Linked DNA regions of Sus scrofa: region 1 is linked to region 2. Evidence: chromatin contacts called from public HiChIP or PLAC-seq data. All regions are on one chromosome and are shown on one strand. Each heading gives the region's core, a stretch centred on a gene start, on an enhancer-like site or on the middle of the called end of the contact. The rest is flanking DNA. Distances are from core to core; before and after follow the strand shown.

What was found. HiChIP or PLAC-seq counts read pairs in DNA pulled down with a chosen protein or histone mark.
Region 1: an H3K27ac HiChIP or PLAC-seq map of alveolar macrophages shows a contact between it and region 2. The contact joins two enhancer-like sites. A contact is called at or near these places in 1 of 5 promoter capture datasets (liver), 14 of 47 Hi-C or Micro-C datasets (alveolar macrophages, blood, embryonic fibroblasts and 6 more) and 2 of 2 datasets of contacts at active chromatin or transcription factors (alveolar macrophages and skeletal muscle).

What each region holds. Positions count from the first base shown.
Region 1 is chr6:36,204,559-36,211,857 of Sscrofa11.1, reverse strand. No RefSeq gene overlaps it. Among named protein-coding and RNA genes, the nearest start is that of N4BP1, 86 kb to the right of the region's middle. Within about 2 kb of position 3,422, at least 14 of the 83 cell types and tissues checked have an H3K27ac peak or open chromatin away from gene starts, as enhancers often do. A contact at or near this core is called in alveolar macrophages and retroperitoneal adipose tissue, where this site is marked.
Region 2 is chr6:36,108,217-36,115,406 of Sscrofa11.1, reverse strand. No RefSeq gene overlaps it. Among named protein-coding and RNA genes, the nearest start is that of N4BP1, 10 kb to the left of the region's middle. Within about 2 kb of position 4,581, at least 47 of the 83 cell types and tissues checked have an H3K27ac peak or open chromatin away from gene starts, as enhancers often do. A contact at or near this core is called in alveolar macrophages and retroperitoneal adipose tissue, where this site is marked.

The DNA.
Region 1 (7,299 bases), core at 2,173-4,672, 98 kb before region 2:
GGCTGGGCTCTAGCACTGACCCTGGGCTGGCCCTGGCTGGATCAGGACACATAGGTTCTGGTCCAGGTCCATCAGTAATGATGGGCTGGGCCACTGTGGACCAGGGCCCCTCTCCTCTGTGAGCCTCGTCTCTTCATTTGTATAAACGGGAACAGTGGTTATAAATGAATGTGAGTGGGTGATGGCGTAATAGAGAAAGCCGGGACTTGAGTCAGGTCCGGTCTGGGTTTGAATCTCTGTGTTCTCACTTCTCAGCCTCATGTTGTGGCCTTTTCTTTTCTGCCTAGAGAAGTTCCTTTAGTATTGGTTGTAAGGCTGGTTTAGTGTTACTGAATTCTCTTAGCTTTTGCTTCTCTGTGAAGCTTTTGATTTCTCCTTCAAATCTGAATGAGAGCCTTGCTGGGTAAAGTAATCTTGGTTGGAGGTGTTTTCCTTTCATCCCGTTAAGTATATCATGCCACTGCCTTCTGGCCTGCAGAGTTTCTGAGGAAAAAACTTCTCAGCCTCATGGCTGGGCAAGTCATTTAGCCTCAGTGAGCCTATTTCTCATCTGTGTAATGGGCATGATATCAGCCCCCCTCCAGGGCTGCTAACAATAACCCTTTGCCTCAATGCCCGACACTGGGGCAACTTTCCTCATGATTCATTTTGTTATTAATAAGAACCCTTTGTAAGCTCTGAATGCTAGGCGTTTTATTAATAATCAACTTTGGGCCATGAACTTGAGTCATTTAGGAAGGAAGTCTGGGAGAGGACATTGCTGGGGGCGGGGGGTGGGGGGTTGGGGGTGGCCCTAGTCTGGCTGCATCCTTTTTCCTCTTCTCTGCTGGTCTGGGAAATCAGCCAGTATGAGGAGGATCTGTCAGAATGAAAGAAGTTCCTCCTCTGAAAGGAAGGCACACGTCTGGCAAATCCCAACTGATGGATGTTGTATAATGGATGAGACTGGTTCTCAGAACCTTCAAGGTCATCAAAAACAAGGGAAGTCCGAGAAATTGTCACCACCAAGGGGAACCTAAGGAAATATGACAAATCCTGGGTGGGATCCTGGAACAAGAAGAAGACTTGGGGAAAACTAAGGAAATCTGAGAAACGTAAAGGCTTTAGTTAATAATGTGTCAGTGTTGGTTCATTGGTTATAACTAATGTGCCCTACGTACTTGAGATGTTAACAATACGAGGAGAAATCGCGTGCGGGGTGTATGGACTGAGTATTTGTGACCTTCCCAACTTTGTATGTTGCAATCCTAACCCCGAATGTGATGCTGTTAGAAGGTGGGAGCCTTTGGGGTGATGAGGTCATGAGGGTGGAGCCTTCCTGAATGGGATTAGGGTCCTTATAAGAAGAGACCCAGGAGTTCCGGTCGTGGCTCAGCAGAAACGAATCTGACTAGCATCCATGAGGATGCAGGTTCCATCCCTGCCCTCGCTCAGTGGGTTAAGGATCGGGTGTTGCCATGAGCCATGGTGTAGGGCGCAGACTGGGCTCAGATCTGACATTGCTGTGGTGTAGGCCAGCGGCTATAGCTCCGATTCAGCCCCTAGCCTAGGAACCTCCATGTGCCACAGGGGTGGCCCTAAGAAGCAAAAAAAAAAAAAAAAAGACAGCTTGTTTATGGTCTCTGCTCTGGGAGGATGCAAGGGGAACCCAGCACAAAGAGCACCCTCACCAGACACCAGATCTGCTGGTACCTTGATCTTGGACTTCCCAGCCTCTACTATGAGAAATAAATGTTTATTGAAGCCACCCGTTCTGTGGTATTTTTGTCACAGCAGCCCACACTACGACAGGGCCACGTGTGGGAATGCTCTGCAATATTTTTGCATGTTTTCTGAATATCTAAATCTATTTTTAAATTATTTACTTTTAAAAATGGCCAGTTGTTAAACGCATGAAAAGGTTGTCACAGAAATGGTGATTCTCTCCGGGAGGGTGGGAACTCAGATATTTTTATTTTCTTCCGTATTCTTTTGGGTATTTTTTGGTATCTGTTACAATAAAATTTTAAAATTTAAAGAAAGGAAGGAAGGGGAGGGAGCAAGGGAAGAAGGCAGAGAAGGAGAGAGAGGGAAGGAGGGATGGAGGAAGGAAGAGAGGAAAGAAAGAAGGAGGAAAGGCAGGGAGGACAGAGGGAGGGAAGGATAGAAGGGAGGAAAAAAAAGGAGGAAGGAAGAAGGAAATCTAAAGCCTACGAGGTACCACAGGGTGAATCTGTTTGAGGGGAGGGAAGAATTGGGAGGGTGAGAATAACACGACTGTATGAAATAGATGATTAATAAGAACCTGGCGTATAGGCGTTCCTGTTGTGGCTCAGTGGTTAACAAACCTGATTAGCATCCATGAGGATGCGGGTTTGATCCCTGGCCTTGCTCAGTGGGTTAAGGATCCGGTGTTGCCGTGAGCTGTGGTGTAGGTCACAGATGCAACTCGGATCCCACATTGCTGTGGCTGTGGTGTAGGCTGGCGGCTTCAGCTCTGTTTGAACCCCTAGCCTGGGAACCTCTATATGCCACAGGTGCAGCCCTAAAAAGCAAAAAAAAAAAAAAAAAAAAAAAAAAAAATCCCTACTGTATAGCATAGGAAAATCTTTGTAAAAAAGAATGGCTCTATTTGTATGTATGACTGATTTGCTTTGCTGTACACCTGAAATGAATACAACATTGTAAGTCAACTCCACTCCAATAACATTAAATTTTAAAAATAAAGCATACGGGGCAAGTTGCCGCCAGCTAGCTCAGCCATCAACTGTCTCGGGGTGAGATGCAGGGAGGCCTGGGCCCCTTCCTGCCAGATGATTCCAGAGGTACGGAGGCATCTCAGCCATCCCCCAAGACCTGGGTTCCTCTCACACCCCCATGCAGGTTTGCCCCGGGAGCCTGATGAGGCCTTAAGCTCCAGCATCTCCATCCCAACTACAGCAACACCTTGGGCATCTCCTTCACCTTCCCTGGGAAAGCTGCGGGGGGCTGGGGGTCCACCTGGCACAGGGGGATGACTCAGAGGTGCTGAGAGGACCAAACAATCCATCGCCCTGGCCCGAGGCTTTTTGTTTCCCTAAAGCCCTCTCCCAGCCAGTGACTCACCCCCCAACCCCCACCGCCCTAGACCAGCTGCTCAGAGCTGCGTCACCAACTGTTGAGGGGGAGGGGGCGTCTGGCATCCAGGTCCAGACAAGCCAGGCTCCCCCCTGCCCCTGCTCTGAGAAGCCCCAAGTTCTTCCTGAGTTTTGGGCAGATTCCCAGAGGCCTTGCTTTCTCGTGGTTGGTTTTGGCCTTTGCTCTTTCTTCTATGTCTGCTGTCTCTGTTCTGCCCTTTGCCCGTTTCTTTCTTTTTTTTTTTTCTTTTTGGTCTTGCCCATGTGGCATGCGGAAGTTCCCTATCCAGGGTTCAAAAATGCACCACAAGCTACTGCCGTGACGACACTGGATCCTTAACCCACTGAGCCACAAGGGGACTCCCACCCTTTGTCGGTTTCTATTTCAAAAGATAAAAAGCTATTCTCACCCAGGGTTCAGGAGTGAGAGCTCGTCCGAGGCATCAAGCGAAAGGGTCACACATGGGCCACACACCAAACCCTTAAAATAGTCAAGGGCCTTCCTGGCCCTCTCCCAGCTCCTCCCCTGGGCTGCCTCCACAGCTGGGCTTTCCCCCTCCCTCTGTAGGCCAGGAGGCTCTCCGGAGTCCCTGTTCCCCTACTTACCATCCAGACCTCTCAAAATGCACCCCAGACAGCCCGGCTGCTGGTTTGACAGGAGCCGCTGTCTGCTGGAGGCAGGTGCGTTTTACTTAAGCGTTTGTACTAAAGGGGACATCAACAGCGTGAACGGTGCACACAACGTATTGTATCACCCGAACATATCCATGTCACTTGCACTCTGACCAAAAATGGAGTGCAGCTGGCACCTAGAAGCCCCCTCCTGCCCTCCTTCCCCAAGGAGACCACCCTCTTGACTCCCAGTGGCACAGAGGGATTTCTCCTGGATCTATTCTTCAGTGGCTTCACCTGGTATGCGCTTCTTTGCATCTGACCTCTTCTCAACATCCTGTTCCTTGTGCGGGGCCATAGATCTTTATTCTCATTGCTGCAGAGTATACCATTATGTAACTATATCACAATTTATTCTAGTTTTGTTTTGTTTTGTTTTTGGCCATGCCCACAGCATTCGGAAGTTCCCAGGCCAGGGATGGAACTTTGGCCACAGCTTCGACCCAGGCCACAGCTGAGACAACCCCAGCTCCTTAACCCCCAGAGTGAGTGGGGAACTCCAGTTTATTCTACCCTTGATGGGCACTGGGGCTGTTTCCAGGTTGGGGCTGTTACTTATAGCATCGCCATGAAAGGTCACATGTGTGTCTTTGGGTGGATTTCCACTGGGAGTGGGATAGCTGGGTCCTAGGAGATGCACCTGTTTCCAAACAGTTTTCCAAAGTGGTTGTAACAATTTGCACTGCCGTCATGGATTTATGGCCAAGAGTTCCAGTTGCTCCCCACCCTCACCAGCACTTGATATTTTTCCTTTCATTTCAGCTTTTCTGTTGTATATAGCTGAGGTATGTTTAAAGAAAATTTTTTTAATACCATTTGACTATTTTTACCCATTTTGCTTACCCACACACCCCACCTCTGGGAGCCACTAATCTGTTCTCTGTATCTATGAGTCGGTTGTGCTTTTTTAAGATTCCACGTAGAAGTGAGGTCATACAGTGTTTGTCCTTTTCTGTCTGACTTATCTCACTTAACATAATGCACGCCCTCATTGTCCATCTCTGTGGTCACAAATAGCAGGATTTCCTTCTTTCTCATGGCTGAATAATGTTCCATTGTGTGTGTGTGTGTATACACACATATTTATTTATTCGTGTATTTACTTATTTTTATTTTTATATTCAGGGCCACGCTTGCAGCATATGGAAGTTCCCAGGCTAGGGGTCGAATCAGAGCTGCAGCTGCCAGCCTACGCCACAGCCCCAGCAATGTGGGATCGAAGCCGCATCTTCAACCCATGCCAGTGCTTGCAGTAACGTCGGATCCTTAACCCACTGAGCAAGGCCAGGGATTGAACCCATATCCTCATGGATACTAGTCAGGTTCCTAACCTGCTGAACCACAATGGGAACTCCCACACACATATATATTTAGATGCACACATCTTTTTTATCCATTTACCCACTTAGCACTTAGGTTGCTTCCATGTCTTGGCTATTGTAAATCACGCTGATATCTGTGGTTTTAAATAGCAAACGGTATTTTTTCCATTAAACAACACAAGAGCAACCCCAGAGTAAGCGCTAATGATTTACGGGCATTATTGTCAGTATTGGTATTAGGAGGAAGACTGTACTTGCCGTGGCTCGTGTGGTCTGGCCCCTGCCTCGCACGCCCCTCGCTGTGAGGTCCCAGCTCTGCCCGTGACCTCCCTGACCCTTTTCTATTGTCTCTCTGTGCCATCGTCCCTCCTGCTTTACTTTGCTACAGTCGTCCCCTCTCCACCTCCTGGTGAGTCCTCTCACCCTTCAGATCGCTGGTTACATGTGGTTTCTTCAGGATCCTTCCATGCCCCCGAGGAGATCAGGTCCTGTATTGTCCATCCTCAGGCATGCTGGTACTTTTCTTTCTTTTTTTAATCATTTTAGGGCCGCACCCATGGCATGTGGAGGTTCTCAGGCTAGGGGTCTAATCAGAGAGTTGCTGGTCTCCACCACAGCCACAGCAACGCCAGATCCAATCTGCATCTGCGACCTACACCACAGCTCACGGCAACGCTGGATCCTTAACACTTGCAATTTTCACTTCTGCGTGTGCTTTTCTTTTCTTTTTTTAGGGCCACACCTTCAGCATATGGAGGTTCCCAGGCTAGGGGTCGAATCAGAGCTTTAGCTGCCAGTCTACACCACAGCCACAGCAACAGGGGATCTGAGCCACATCTCCAACCTACACCACAGCTCAGGGCAATGCCAGATTCTTAACCCACTGAGTGAGACCAGGGATTGAACCTTCTTCCTCATGGATACTGGTTGGGTTCGTTAACCATGGAGCCACAACGGCAACTCCTGCATGTGCTTTTCTGATTGTCTCTTGCCTCCACCAGACTGGAGGCTTCAGGAGAGAAGAGACTGCATGTGGTTCTGTTTTCTGCTTTATCCCAGTCCAGAGCCCAGGGCCTGGCACAAAAATGGCTCTCATATCAACTGGGATTGGGTGTAACGATGAGTGACAGAAAACCCAGAGTAATAGTGACTTGCAGAAATACACATTTTTATTTATTTATTTATTTATTTTTAAGATTTTTATTTTTTTCCATTATGGTTGATTTACAAAGTTCTGTCAAGGACGATTTTTTTTTTTTTGGTCTTTTTTCTTTATAGGGTTGCACCTGCGGCATATGGAGGTTCCCAGGCTAGGGGTCTGATCAGAACTGTTGCTACTGGCCTACACCACAGCCACAGCAATGCCAGATCCTGGCCGCATCTTCGACCACACCACAGCTCACAGCAATGCCAGATCCTTAACCCACTGAGCGAGGTCAGGGGTCGAACCCACAACCTCACGGTTCCTAGTCGGATTTGCTTCTGCTGCGCCACAACGGGAACTTCCAAAGTTCTGTCAATACATTTATTTTTGTCTTATGTGAACAAGGGCCACTGATGGGGAGTCCCATTGCTTATACCATAATTATCGAGTGGGAACCCCCATGATGAACAGGACCCCAGGCATCTTCTGCTTTGACTTCCATGCCATGGTCCATGATGGCTGCTCTAGACATCATTGCCAAATTCTAGCCAGCAAGGAAGAGGGAACCCAAATCATGCTTCTTTGTAAGGCTTCCCCAAAGTTCACATACTGCGAGTCCCTGCTGTGGCTCAGTAGGTTAAGGACCTGACATTGTCTCCATGAGGATGCGGGTTTGATCCCTGGCCTCTCTCAGTGGGTTAAGGATCCAGCATTGCCTCAAGGCATAGTGTAGGTCTCAGATTGGGTTGGATTTGGTGTTGCTGTGGTTATGGTGTAGGCCTGCACCTGCAGCTCCAACTCAACCCCTAGTCTGGGAAGTTCCACATGCCTCAGAGATAGCCATAGGAAAAAAAAAATGAAAAAAAGCAGGGGTTTTGTTCCCAAGAAAGGAGAATAACTAGCAGTGACTGCCAGAGCCCTCAATAGATATTTATTGAATGGAGGAATGCTCTTCTTTAACATGACAATCTTCTAAGGTAGGTATTATTATCACCCCCATTTTATAGATGAGTACACTGAGGCCCAAGAAGATTAGGGCAACCTTCCAAAGATAGTAAATAGGTGG
Region 2 (7,190 bases), core at 3,332-5,831:
CGGGAGCGGCCTGAGAAATGGCAAAAAGACAAAAAAAAAAAAAAAAAAAAAAAAGAAGAAGAAGAATCTCCGTTGGCTCTGTGAGTGACAGCGTGGACCAATAGAATTCACCAGAAGTGATACTCCATGTCTCCTAAGGCCAGCTGTTCACTTCTGCTGGGACACTTGCTTGTGGAACAGTGTTACTTGAAACCTGGTGGCCGTGATGCCAAGAGGAAGCCCAAATGACAATGTGGAGGATCGTCAAGACTCCCCACAGCCCCCGTGGGCAGCCCTGGATGAGCTCACAGCTAGAGGCCAGCACCAAATACCAGCCACATGAGTGAGGCCATGTTGGACTCGCTGCCAGCCCAGCATTCTGGCTGCCAGCCGGGGCTGCAAACGAACTATCTGATCCACCCACAAACTCACAAGAAATAGTAAACCGTTAATTTAAGCTACTGAGTTTGGATGATTTTTATGCAGTAATAGGTGAAGGAAACACATCTAAATCCATAACCAATTGACAGGCCAACAGAGGAACCAGAAATTTATTATTTATTTATTTATTTATTTATGGCCGCACCTGCAGCATATGGAGACTCCCAGGCTAGGGGTCGAATCAGAGCTGCAGCTGCCAGCCTACATCACAGCCACAGCCATGCAGGATCTGTGCTGCATCTGTGACCTCTGCCACAGCTTGTGGCAATGCCAGATCTTTAACCCACTCACGGACACCATGATGAGTCACAACGGGAACTCGACATTTAGTGATAACGGATCATGTGGACTAGAAGCTGTGGCTTTACTCATGAACTAGACGGAGTCCAGTGACTGGCATAGTTAGACCCCCTCAGGCCTTCTCTTCTTTCCGTCCCTCCAGTGCAGGTGGGGAAGCCCCTTTTCTGAGTGGAGAGCAGGCAAGAACTTGCTGTCTGAAGAAAGCCTGGCTCCCCCAGAGAAGGAGGCTGAGCTAAGCATCCCCCCACGGCTTCCCCAACCTCCTTTATCAGATGACTCAACCCTGCCTCGGAGAACAGGGGGCAATGGGTGGGGAGACAGGCTGAGAGAGAGGTGGTCTGGCTGGTCTCCCTCTGAGGTAGGAGGTAGATGGGCCCCTGGGCTGAGAACAGCTGGGACCCAATGGGCTGAGTAAATTGGGTCTTGCTCCCCTTTGACACGTCAAGGAAAAAGTTATTGGCAGGAGCTGAGCTCTGCCGGAGTAGAAAGATAAAATGATCACTTCAGGAGTTCCTGTCATGGCTCCGTGGAGACGAATCTCACGAGCATCCATGAGGACGCAGGTTTGATCCCAGGCCTTGCTCAGTGGGTTGAGGATCCGGCGTTGCCGTGAGCTGTGTGGTGTAGGTCACAGATGCGGCTTGGATCCTGAGTTGCTGTGGCTGTGGTGTAGGCCAGTGGCTACAGCTCTGATTCAACCCCTAGCCTGGGAACCTCCATATGCTGTGGGTGCAGCCCTCGAAAGACAAAAAACAAACACCTGTTGTCACAGTCTTTGCTTCCTTGAAACTTTCTGGATTTCAGCAGGGGGCAAGAATCAGGGCAACTCTGTTTTTAGCCTCTGGTCAGTCTAGTGCCAGGATTCCTGGTTTTCAACCAGGCTGTCCAGGTTAAGTTCCTGAGCAGAAAATCAAGATCTTGCTTCAAGCCATTGCTCATTGCTGTCTCTCAGAGATCACCTGCAACGGAAAGATGAAGAATAGAGAAAAAGCGCATCCCCACCGCAATGAGGATTCTGCAAAGGAAAAGCTGTGTTTATGCCACTTTACAAACAGCTGGCCAGGGACGGCCCCTCTGAGGGGCTGACGTGTGAGCAGAGATCTGGATGGGGAGGTGGGGGGACATGTAGAGAAGAGCTTCGGGGCAGAGAGCGTGGTTAGTGTGTTTGCAGAGCCCCGAGGAGGCCCATGTGCCTGGAGCTGGAGCTGGAGCTGGGGGGTGAGGAGAGGCGAAGGGGGGTTTTGAGGTTGAGAGGAGGGCAGGAGCCAGAGCCAGGGGGCCTGATGGACCTGGGAAAGACGTCAGACTTTATTTTACATAGACGGGGAGTTATCAGAAGGTGGTAAGGTCCCCAAATCCCAGAGGCAAGGGCTTGGGCTTCAGCATCCTGGTAGTCTGGTTTCCTGTTTGTGGAGAGGGCGTGGTTGAGTCTGGGTGGAGGGGCGGGGTGGGGGGGCGCGGCGGTGGCTCATGTGACAGATGAGTTTGTGGAGCTGGAGGGGAGACCAGCTCAGCCTCACGCACTGCAGTCGGGTCTGGGCACCTGGCTGCGCACAGCCGCCTTCAAAACAAAACAGCCCAAGGACAGGCATCGGCTTGGTGGGACCTCTGGGCTGAGTCACGTGGGCGGTGGAGTTTTAGACAACAAGCTTCACCGGAGTGTCTACAAGGCTCCGAGCATTCTCTAGACACGGGGTGGGAGAGAGGACAGCGATGGCTAAGGTGAGCTCTGCTTGTCTTCCTGGAGGAGAAGGAAGTTGTGATGTCTTCAGAGTGAAAGAGAGGAGCTGTCACCACCACAGGGAGAGCTGAGGGGCACTGAGAAGGCGCAGAGACCGCACTCGAGAAGGGGATTGGCTGAAGGTGCTGTGGCCGGAAGATATGCTATACAAGCTGTATAAACATCTGTGTATGTTATATGCACCGCTTTTGCAAATACTCCTTTCATGCTTAACCCTATGTGAGAAGCTGGGCTATGCACACAGCACTTCCAACAGAAAGTCTTCTGCAGGAGTTCCAATCGTGACTCAGTGGAAATGAATCTGACTAGTATCCATGAGAACGTGGGTTTGACCCCTAGCCTTGCTCAGTGGGTTATGGATCCGGTGTTGCCATGAGCTGTGGTCTAGGTTGCAGAAGCAGCTCGGATCCCGAGTTCTGATGGCTGTGGTGTAGGCGGGCAGCTGTAGCTCAGATTCGACCCCTAGCCTGGGAACCTCCATATGCTGTGGGTGTGACCCTAAAAAGACCAAGAAAAAAAGAGAGAGAGAGAGAGAGAGAGAGAGAGAGAGAGAGAGAGAGAGGAAACGTCTCCTGCAAATGATTGATGGGTTGACTCTACACAAACAATCCTGCTGAGCCCCCACAAACAACCCTGGGAGGTAGGCATCCTGCTCACTTTACAGATGAGGAAGCTGAAACTTAAGGAGGTTGAGGAACTTGTCAGAAGTCTCTACCATAAGGAAGAGGCAGGGTAGAGCTGGCTGGCACAGAGATCTGCAAAATCGAAGACTTCTCCGCAGAAGCAGAAGGGTGGAGGCCTGCTGTGGGGCCCCTCCAGCACCGGCTGGCTGAGGTCTGAGGACCTGCGCACCCTGAGATGCTATCTTGCTTTCAGGGCCGGGCAGGCTCACAGGAAGCCAGGTCTCCACCCTGTTCCTCCAGCTTCCAGAGTAAAAAATAACTTGGGCAGTTTCCGGAAGCATATGCATACTGCAGGAAGGACGTGGGATAGCAGTCAAGGTTCCCTTTGTTCTCTAAGGGGGCAAAACGCATAGCCAGCTCTCCCCAGCTCCCCTCCCCACTCTCCCATCCCCACCTCTCGCCTCCTCTCATTCTGAATTCCTGGGAGAGAATTTCCTTTGTGGCTCAGCAGTTAACGAACCCGACTAGTATCTGTGAAGATGTGGGTTCGATCCCTGGCCTTGCTCAGTGGGTTAAGGATCTGGCTTTGCTGTGAGCTGTGGTGTAGGTCGCAGACTCGGCTTGGATCCCACACTGCTGTGCCTGTGGTGTAGGCGGCCGTTGTAGCTCCGATTTGACCCCTAACCTGGGAACTTCCATATGCCGAGGGTGCGGTCCTAAAAAGCAAAGCAAAGCAAAACAAAACAAAACACAGAACTCCTGGGAGAGCTTGTACTGGAATCCCAGAGTTTTTCCTAAGTGTGGAAAGCACACCACTGACGGGATGGCAAACGATATTCATTGGGAAACAGCCAGGCTTTTAAGGAATTGTAATTGTAATGTGTTTATTTTCACGGTTCTGTTTTTGGCAAGAAATACCAGACTCCCAATCATTGTGGCAATAAAATGCTTCCCTTTTAATTGTATTTGACTTTTAAAAATGAGTTGATTTTAAGAAAAATGTTAACCGAGTAGTAACTCGGGTAGGGTGGAGATCTGGCCAGAGAAGAGGGATGAAAAGGACCCAAGTGCAGGAAATACTCAGCTCTGAACCCAGGACATCATCCTGGATGCAGGGATGGGCTCATAGCAGCAAATCTTTTTGGAAGAGCCACGTATGGGTCAAAGGGCAGCCCAGGCACCGGCAGGACAGAAGTCTTGACTCTGCCTTTCTCCGTGGGGGCCTGCATGAGCCTCCCGGCTCCCAGCCGAGTTCCCCTTTTCTGCAATGAGGAGGTTCCGGGCCCTTCCAGCCGACGACGCATTCTCATTCTTTCACTCTCCTGCCAGCCAGAGCTTAGACCAGGAGACGGTGTAACAGGAAACGATTTCACAAGCACAAGTCGCCTCGCTATCAAATATTTATCGCGCCCCTCCGCGCACGGGGTACCTCTACTCTCTCTAGGAAAGTCTTTTTATAAGCAAGGCTTTCTTGATCCAGCCTCCACAGCCCAGGGCGCCACCTGCTGTCCCCACGGCGCCAGTGCAGCCTCCGATTTTCGAGCCCCCTTCCCCGGGAGGGACAGGGAGAATCCCTGGGAAATCCGGGGACGCCGATCTTTTGGGAGGAGGTAGCGAGGCCAAAAGGGGATGCAAAGTAAATGGATCTCGGTGATGGGCAGAAAAGCCTCCCACGGATTGGAAGGGACCTCGGAGGGAACCGAAGGAAAGTGGTCAGCCGCAGCGCTGGCGTCCCGCCGTGCTTTTCTCTGACAAAAACGCTCACAACTGGCAGCTCCAGGCAACCAAGGGGACTGGATCTGCTCCCCAGCACAGCCCAGAGTGTGGAGAGAGCAACTTGGGAGCTGCATCAGAAGCTCAATAAATGGATGACGAAGCTCAGTAATTGGGACACTGCACTCTCTTTTTGCTGCTTTAAGTGGAGAGAGAGGCTATACAAGATTCAAGGTACAGAAAGGGCAATCCCCGGCCCCGTCCTCCCAACACACACAAGGAAATAGCTCCCTCAAGCTCTCTTAGCAGCCTCAGCGAGGCCTCCTCTGCTTCCAGAATGACATCTGCAGGTCAGTCGGCCTACCAACCCCCACCCCCAGAGCACCAAGCCCGCCCCCTAGTGGAAGCTAGAGCAAATGTCTCCAAATCTCCTTAAGTTTTGCAGCTGAAGGGTGGGGTGCAGTGTAGGAGCACAGACTCCCGGCCAAACGTGTTCTATCGCTTTGGTCTGGGTTGGCGGGGGCAGGGCGGGATGCATTAGAATAGGAGTGCTGTGGTCTTACCAGTAGGTTCTGGGGCGGTGGGTTTGGGGTGGGGTCCAGGAAGGCACCCTCCAATGACTCTGGCCCTCCAAAGGTGGCACACCACTGCACTGGCCAAAGGCCCTCCTTTCTCCAGGATTCTTCCAGATGCGGTGAAAAAAGACCCGTGATTGCGGGAACTTACTTTGGGAGACCTACTACCCCTGGGGCTTTATAAGAATTCTCATTCAGTGCTCACCACTGCCCTTTGAGTGGCGCCATCTCTCTGGGGAAGGGTTTTAAAGAAAGGGGAGACTAAGGCTTAGAGGATTCCTTCGCTTGCCCCAGACTCGTAAATGGCAGGGACCAGGTTGGAATTCAGCGCATTCTGATTTCCAAGCACATGTACTTTTTTTCCTATTTCCGTGACAGTGATTCTCTTGATTTATCTTATTTGGGCCTAATGATTTTAAAGTTGATTTTCAAAATAGGTGGTACAGGAATGTGGCTCAAAAATATCTAAAAAAGTGATGAAACATACTTAGTACCATTGCACAGCAATATGACTACATGTAACCCTCCTGACCCGCTGCACTGGAAAATTTAAAGATGGTGATTTTTGCTATGGTTTTTTAATCACATTAAAAAAAAAAAAAAAAGGCATTCAGGGAGTTCCTGTTGTGGCTCAGCAGTAATGAACCTGACTAGTATCCATGAGGCTGCAGGTTCCATCCCTGGCCTCTCTCAGTGGGTTAAGGATCTGGGGCATTGCCGAGAGCTGTGAGCTGTGGTGTAGGTTGCATGTTGCTGTGGCTATGCCCTAGGTTGGCAGCTGTAGCTCTGATTCGACCCCTAACCTAGGAATTTCCACATGCAGCAGGTGCAGCCCGAAAAGAAAAGGAAAGAAAAGAAAAAGGCATTCAGAGGAAGGATTCCCTCTTGCCTTTGTACCCTGTCTGTCTCGTGACCCCTCACCATGGGTAACCATTGTCATTAGTTTTATATGGATCTTTCACTTTTACTTGTTTATTTATGGCAGCACCCAAGGCATGTGGAAGTTCCCAGGCCAGGGACTGAACCTGTGCCACAGCAGTTGGATCTTTAACCTCTATGTCACCAGGGAACTCCTGGACCTTTCGTTTTTAAAAAGTACACACAGTAAATACGAATACATCTCCCCCCTCCCCTTTTGCATAAATCGGCATCTTATAACTGTATAGGATATCTTGGAGATATTTCTTTTTTTTTTAATGGAAGTTCCTGGGCTAGGGGTTGGATTGGAGCTGCAGCTGCCAACCTTTGCCCGAGCAACGCAACGCAGGATCTACAATGCAGCTTGCAGCAATATGGGATCCTTAACCCACTGAGCATGGCCAAGGATCGAACTCGCATCCTCATGGACACTATATCTGGTTTTTACCCTCTGAGCAAATTAATTTTTGAAATTAATTAAAATTTTAAAATTGAGATGTAATCAACATACAACATTATATGAGTTCCAGGTGTACAACGTAATGATTCAATAACTGTATACATTGTGACACAATCTCCCTAATAAGTCTTAGTTAACATCCATCATCTTTCATGGTTACAGAAATTTTTTTCTTTTTGTCTTTTTAGGGCCGTTCCAGGAGCATATGGACGTTCCCAGGCTAGGGGTTGACTCTTAGCTGTAGCTGCTGGCCTGTGCCACAGCCTACAACAATGTGGGATCCGAGAGGTGTCTGTAACCTGCACTACAGCCACAGCCACGCCAGATCCTTAACCCACTGAGCGTGGCCAGGGATCGAACCTGTGTCCTCATGGATTCTAATTGTGTTCATTACTACTGACTGAGCCACAATGGGAACTCCTTTTTTTTTCCTCTTGTGA